2 separate regions of the Ovis aries genome follow, and region 1 is linked to region 2. A link is a contact called in public Hi-C data. All regions are on one chromosome and are shown on one strand. The core of a region is the stretch at or near the end of the contact, and the rest is flanking DNA. Distances in the headings are between cores, read along the strand shown. Region 1 overlaps PDE4B (phosphodiesterase 4B). Region 2 overlaps PDE4B (phosphodiesterase 4B).

What was found. Hi-C and Micro-C count contacts between places; a contact is called where the count stands out from the background.
Region 1: a contact with region 2 is called in a Hi-C map of hypothalamus, with 14 times the contacts expected there. The contact joins two enhancer-like sites. A contact is called at or near these places in 8 of 16 Hi-C or Micro-C datasets (hypothalamus, liver, omental adipose tissue and 3 more).

Annotation. Positions count from the first base shown.
Region 1 is chr1:41,887,466-41,891,240 of ARS-UI_Ramb_v3.0, reverse strand. The region is part of intron 3 of PDE4B (phosphodiesterase 4B); the gene reads right to left. Among named protein-coding and RNA genes, the nearest start is that of SGIP1, 300 kb to the left of the region's middle. Within about 2 kb of position 1,385, at least 9 of the 54 cell types and tissues checked have an H3K27ac peak or open chromatin away from gene starts, as enhancers often do. A contact at or near this core is called in hypothalamus, where this site is marked.
Region 2 is chr1:41,554,718-41,558,662 of ARS-UI_Ramb_v3.0, reverse strand. The region is part of intron 3 of PDE4B (phosphodiesterase 4B); the gene reads right to left. Among named protein-coding and RNA genes, the nearest start is that of TRNAS-GGA, 4.5 kb to the right of the region's middle. Within about 2 kb of position 2,067, at least 7 of the 54 cell types and tissues checked have an H3K27ac peak or open chromatin away from gene starts, as enhancers often do. A contact at or near this core is called in hypothalamus, where this site is marked.

The DNA.
Region 1 (3,775 bases), core at 136-2,635, 330 kb before region 2:
CCGTTATCTGGAGTGAAGGCAGGGGAGGCAGCAAATTATGCTGAAGCTTAGGTTTCACTGAAACAGGGAAAGAAGAAATGAGAGAATCCGGGGTTACAATGCTTCCCCAGAGACCATTCCGAGAAGCTGCTGATGTTAGCCAACCCGCAGACTCTAGGTGTCTGATAAGAAGCAGCAAGTGAGAATCTCCCATGAAAAGGACAAGGAAGAGCCATAACAATCCAATATATGTATTTGGGCTTTCATGGTACTGCAGATGGATTTTCACAGCAGGCTCATGGTCTGGGATGGGACAGTCTTTCAGACTCTGCAGGCAAGCAGGCAGGTGGGCAATCACTCACACATTTCAGCCTGTTTGCCAGCCTGCCCGGAGGTAAACCTATGTTGTAAGGCAAATATATTGCAGCAAGTGAAAATATAATGTCAGCTGACTTACAAATTTCCCTTGGGTGAGATCTATACTAGTCGTTGAGCAAAATAAAGAGCTCCTTTGTGGATAAGGACTTCTTCGTGCCACCTGGAGCCTGTAGTACGACTAGGTCTTGACGTCGGCTCTGAACTCTTCTTTAAGACAAAGACGGCAGGCTCTTAATAGGTAAAGATGGGACTACATAAAGCTTAAGAGTGGGCATAAGCTTTGAACTTCTATGAGTAACCATGCGGTAATTCATTTGGTCTCTGTCTATATATCCTTAATTGGTATTAAAACACTGAAATACTTTGGTAACGGCTGGCAGCCAGCCCTTGCCCCCAGACCCTCCAGGAGCTGCTGGACCTCCTGGTTATCCAGTAACTAAAGGGTTGATGTCTGGAACAGCAGGGGGCCTCCAGCTTCAGCACGGTGGCCTGTGTCCATTTAGTTGGTCAGTGTCCATGTGGTACCAGTCATTAAATATTATGAATGTCACTTCTGTGTATATCTGTGCTAAACTCTTAGAAGAGTTGCCAAGTGGGTATGCCTACCAAACTCTCAGAACTTTTTCCATTGAGGGTTTCCATCAGGGCTCAATCTGCCCTCTTTCCTGCTGCAGGCAGGAACTCCTAGTGGGAAGAAAACAACTCCACAAGTATTACCTTTTAAGTAGATGTCACAAAGCATGTGCCCCCCAATTTTTGTATCCAGGAGGTTTGGTCCTGCCAGGTAAGCAGGGACTAGACCCAGACCCTAAAACTCTCTCCCTGTTGCTTCCCTTTGTTTCCTTTTTTCTTTTTTACCCTGCCTAAATTCATAGAAGAGCTTGCCAGAATTCAGAAGCCAAAGAAGAATTCCCTGGGGGCAAAGAAGCAGTTTCAGGGAGACAAAGGGCCTTTCATATTCCCTGGGGCATGTTTCAAAGCAACCAACACAGATGTACAACTTAGGAACAAACATGAATCACCAACCAGACACCAGCCCCAGTCACAGCAAAATTAGCAGGCAGACATCACAATGCATCCCACAGAGCCAGGGTGGGAAGAGGGGTGTGGGCAAGGGCAAGACGCAGGACAGACTTAACAAGCAAAACAAATATACCACACAAACTGAAATACAATTAGGGGGAAAGCGGAATCTGAAATATCGGAAACAAACGTACAAAAGGGTGATTATTTATTTAGGGTTCTTTGCTTCTTCCTTAATCAGCACCCATATTTCACCTTTGCGTGCATGCTGTCACTTCAGTAATGTCCAACTCTTTGTGATTCCATGGACTGTAGCCCACCAGATTCCTCTGTCCATGGGATTCTCCAGGCAAGAATACTGGAGTGGGTTGCCAGGCCCTCCTCGAGGGGAACTACCTGACGCAGGGATCGAACCTGCATCTCTGACATCTCTTGCATTGGCAGGCAGGTTCTTTACCACTGGTGCCACCAGGGAAGCTATATTTCACCTTTGGGCTACATTATATTAAAAAATATTATCATAAAAGTAACTAAGGACGTGATATAAAATGTAAACAACGGAGAAAAAACATTAGCAGTTGAACTTTTTTTTTCTGAGTATTAATATTTTTCCTGCAGGCTTAAATCATGATTTTTTTCACAAGTTTTTTTTTTTTCTTCACATACTGCACCATTTCCAGAATCATCATTTTCCATGTCTATGGAACTTAACGGTTCACCCAGAAGTTGTTCCAAACCTCTTGAAGCATTTTCCCTATTGTAGGCCATTAATTTACAATTTTAAATAACACGATCATTGATATCTCTGAGCTTACAAGTACTTCAATATTTGGGTGAGTTCACTGAGAAGTTTCGGATAGATTGAGAGGATGTCATGCACAGGCTTCTGGATACTTGATGGTACCTGCCCATACCCATGGAGCAGGCAATGGCACCCCACTTCAGTACTCTTGCCTGGAAAATCACATGGATGGAGGAGCCTGGTAGGCTGCAGTCCATGGGGTCACTAAGAGTTGGACACGACTGAGCGACTTCACTTTCACTTTTCACTTTCATGCATTGGAGAAGGAAATGGCAACCCACTCCAGTGCTCTTGCCTGGAGAATCCCAGGGACGGGGAAGCCTGGTGGGCTACCGTCTATGGGGTCGCAGAGAATCGGACATGACTGAAGCTACTTAGCAGCAGCAGCAGCAGCCCATATCGAGCATATGGACCGAAACAGTATGAAAAGCAGCCTTTTCTCAAGGATCGGAAACAAGCTCCCCACCACCAGTCCTGCCCTCTGACGTCCAGGATTCTGTATGCTGCCGTCCCTTGTGATTCTGCATGCTTTGGCAGATCACTCGGGCCTGAATCAATCACTTGTTATCTAAGACCTCATATTTTAACAACTTTTTCCTGCTTTGATTCTAGAGGTCTCAGCTTCCCAAAGCAGTGGTGGTAGTGGGTGATGCTGTGTGTGGGAGCTGGTGCTCCCCTTAACTGGAATGCCCTTCTCCCCACTGTTTCCAATAAGTCACTACTTCAAATTCAGCTCATACACCTCCTCCAGTAATTATTTTCTAACATTGCAGCTACCAGTTCGATCTAGATACATGCTCCTTCTTTGTGCTCCACTAGAAGGCAATGGCACCCCACTCCAGTACTCTTGCCTGGAAAATCCCATGGATGGAGGAGCCTGGTGGGCTGCAGTCTGTGGGGTCGCTAAGAGTTAGACACGACTGAGTGGCTTCACTTTCACTTTTCACTTTCATGCATTGGAGAAGGAAATGGCAACCCACTCCAGTGTTCTTGCCTGGAGAATCCCAGGGATGGGGGAGTCTGGTGGGCTGCTGTCTATGGGGTCGCACAGAGTTGGACACGACTGAAGCGACTTAGCAGCAGCAGGAGCAGAAGATGCCTTTATAGCAATACATGATCACAATACTTGTGGTCTCTATCTAATTCTCCCTTTACTTAACCATCCTCTTATCTAGCTGCTCCCCAATAGATTCTTAACCCCCGAAAAAGAAGGAACCCAATATTACTCACTTTTGTATCCCGGGCATCTGGATTTGTTGTTTTTGTTTACTCGCTAAGACCTGTCCAACACTTAGTGACCCCATGAACATATTTCATCAGGCTTCTCTGTCCATGTGATTTTCTAGGCAAGAATACTGGAGTGGGTTGCCATTTCCTCCTCCAGGGAATCTTCCTGACCCAGGAACTGAACCCATGTTTCCTGTATTGACAGGCGGATTCTTTTGCACTCATCTCACATGCTAGCAAAGTAATGCTCAAAATTCTCCAAGTGAGGCTTCAACAGTACAGGAACCAAGAACTTCCAGATCTTCAAGCTGGATTTAGAAAAGGCAGAGGAACCAGAAATCAAATTGCCAACATCTGCTGGGTCAT
Region 2 (3,945 bases), core at 818-3,317:
ATTTTTTCCATAAACCATGCTCTTTGAAGCCCCCATTGCTTTGTTTTCTACCAGGAGATTCTCTCTCCACTCTCATCCCCATCTTCTCTTCCTTTAAGAATCCAACCTCATCCTCCAAATCACATGTCACAGGTCACATGTCACCTGCTCTTGGTAACTTTCCATTGCTCCTATCACTTCATTATCTTTTTTTTTTTTTTTAGTTTTTATTTTTTAAATTTTAAAATCTTTAATTCTTACATGCATTCCCAAACATGAACCCCCCTCCCACCTCCCTCCCCATAACATCTTTCTGGGTCATCCCCATGCACCAGCCCCAAGCATGCTGCATCCTGCGTCAGACATAGACTGGCGATTCAATTCACATGATAGTATACATGTTAGAATGTCATTCTCCCAAATCATCCCACCCTCTCCCTCTCCCTCTGAGTCCAAAAGTCCGTTATACAGATCTGTGTCTCTTTCCCTGTCTTGTATACAGGGTCGTCATTGCCATCTTCCTAAATTCCATATATATGTGTTAGTATACTGTATTGGTGTTTTTCTTTCTGGCTTACTTCACTCTGTATAATCGGCTCCAGTTTCATCCATCTCATCAGAACTGATTCAAATGAATTCTTTTTAACGGCTGAGTAATACTCCATTGTGTATATGTACCACAGCTTTCTTATCCATTCATCTGCTGATGGACATCTAGGTTGTTTCCATGTCCTGGCTATTATAAACAGTGCTGCGATGAACATTGGGGTACATGTGTCTCTTTCAATTCTGGTTTCCTCGGTGTGTATGCCCAGAAGTGGGATTGCTGGGTCATAGAGGAGAACATAGGCAAAACACTCTCAGACATAAATCACAGCAGGATCCTCTATGATCCACCTCCCAGAATGCTGGAAATAAAAGCAAAAATAAACAAATGGGATCTAATTAATATTAAAAGCTTCTGCACAACAAAGGAAAATATAAGCAAGGTGAAAAGACAGCCTTCTGAATGGGAGAAAATAATAGCAAATGAAGCAACTGACAAACAACTAATCTCAAAAATATACAAGCAACTCCTGCAGCTCAACTCCAGAAAAATAAACGACCCAATCAAAAAATGGGCCAAAGAACTAAATAGACATTTCTCCAAAGAAGACATACAGATGGCTAACAAACACATGAAAAGATGCTCAACATCACTCATTATTAGAGAAATGCAAATCAAAACCACAATGAGGTACCACTTCACACCAGTCAGAATGGCTGCGATCCAAAAATCTGCAAGCAATAAATGCTGGAGAGGGTGTGGAGAAAAGGGAACCCTCCTACACTGTTGGTGGGAATGCAAACTAGTACAGCCACTATGGAGAACAGTGTGGAGATTCCTTAAAAATTACTTCATTATCTTTTACTCATCTGTCTTCCCATTGAGTTACTGCACTTTCAAACAAGGCCAAGTGTTGCCTCACCAACTCCCTGGGTATGTTACCTTCAGAAGCTCTTTAGAGTCTCTGAATAATCGGGGGTAATTATATTTATATGGTAGGCAGGGTTGTAAGGACTAACTCAGAATACAATGAGTACTCAATAAGTACTAATTATTGTAACAGAATATTTAGGTGAATACACTTACAGAAAGGAGCTACAAAGGTATAATATTATAATAGATATTGTCTCCCCAAAAGACAATGAATTATATAGAAAACCCTATCAATGTGTATGGTTTGCCCACGATATTCTTTGCTGTTTCTCAAACATAATAACCACACATCTTGCTTTGAAGGCCTTTTACGTTTTGTTCTCTCTGACGAGTGCTCACTTTTTCTGGATATATATGTGGTTCATTCCTTTATTTAATTCAGTTTTTTTGCTCAGTTCTAATCCTCTCAAAGATGACCTTTAAGGTCTATTACCTAAAATGGCATCCACTATGATTCTCTATTTTACCAAGCTTCATTTTTTCCTTCATATTATTACCAAACATTCTACTATTCTACACGTGTGTGCATGCCTGCTTCCCGTCACCCTTACAAACATAAGCTCCAGAGGCAAACGATTAGTCCACTTTGTTCAGTGCTGAATATTCAGTCCCTAGAGCAGTGCACACTGTAAAGTGAATGAACATTTCCCTAGGATATATTAGGTGCTCTGTAAATGTTTAGATTTGAACAAACTAGATAAATGCAAAAGCATAGGTATGTATCAAGTATTAATAGAAGTTGAGTTCAACGAAGGAACCATTATAATCTTATTTTTTACAAAGCTTTACAGTTTCTAAAACATGCTCACAACCATCTTTTTTCTTATTCTTAAAATTCAAGCTTTGTAGAGACACCCAGTGGTCTCCATGGGCACTGTTCAGAATTGCAGATGGCTCTGAGTTACAGACTGGTCACAGAGCAGAGTACACTGAATGGGTATGTGTACCAGAAAAAAAAGAGTATACACATGCCTACATACACATATACGTATAAACACATTAGTTTATCTATTTAATAATTCCAAGAAGTTTATATTATTCTTATTTTTCTTTCACAGATGAAGAATCTGAGGATCAGGCTGCTGCTGCTGCTGCTGCTGCTGCTGCTGCTAAATCACTTCAGTCGTGTACGACTCCGTGCGACCCCATAGATGGCAGCCCACCAGGCTCCCCCATCCCTGGGATTCTCCAGGCAAGAACACTGGAGGGGGTTGCCATTTCCTTCTCCGATGCATGAAAGTGAAACGTGAAAGTGAAGTTCCTCAGTCGTGTCTGACCCTCAGCGACCCCATGGACTGCAGCCCACTAGGCTCCTCCGTCCATGGGATTTTCCAGGCAAGAGTACTGGAGTGGGTTGCCATTGCCTTCTCTGGAGGCTCAGAGAGTTTTCCTAAAGCCAAGAGCCTGGGACAAAAATTGTCCCATGGCAACCCTGGGACAAAAATTCAAGCCTGACTCCTAAAGTGATGTTAACCTCAAAAGAAACAGTCCAGGTTCAGGAATAAACAATGCTGGTTCAAAGAGTTCAACCATTAGCAATCATGGACAACCTACTTCAGCAATTTGTTCTTGCATCAAAAAAGATGCTTGTGGACATGTTTTCTCTTCTTCAAAGGTTCAGATGCCATCTTTCATATCTGCCACTGTCAGGTAATGCAGATAGTAACCCACCGTCTTTGCCCTGAGCGCCTCAGAGGAAAATGTGTTATGTGAATGCACTGCGCTACCACACTAAAGCAAATGCTCCCTCCTCAGTCACTCATTCACTCCTACAGTCAAAGACAATTCTAAAAGGGACTCGAATCTTCTGGGATCTCCACAGTTCTGTTGAGATGAAGATTCTCAGACACAAGGCACTAAATTATTGCTCAGATGCAAAGAACAAAAGATAATAAATGCAATAATAAAACTTAGACCTTACATAGCATTATTGTATTTTACTAGGTAGCTGTATAGTCAAAATTTTTAGAGAAACAGAACATACGTAGACATACATATATGGATATATTATATATGTGTATATTTTATACATATATAAAATATGGACATTTATTATAAAAACTGGCTCACACCATTATGAGGGTTAGAAAATAGTACACCTGCCATCTGCAAGTTGGAGAAGCAGTAATACCAGTAGTGTAATCCAGCCAAGTTCTGGTCTTGGTCCATAAAGCCAAGAGCCAGGAGTGCTGATGTTTCAGCTTAAACAAAGAAATTCGTCCTTCTGCCTTTTTTGTTCTATTCAGACCCCCAAGGGATTGGATGATACCCATCTACATTGGTGAGGGTCATCTTCTTTCTTGATTCAAATGTTAATCTCTTCCAGAAATGACCTCAAAGGCACATCCAGAAATACTGTTTTACTGGCCATCTGGGCATCCCTTAGACCAGTAAAGCTGACACATAAAATTAACCATCACAGTAGTCTCGACTAAATCAAATATATGAAGTGGATAGGGTAGGGATGAAGAAGTTTGAATATCAAA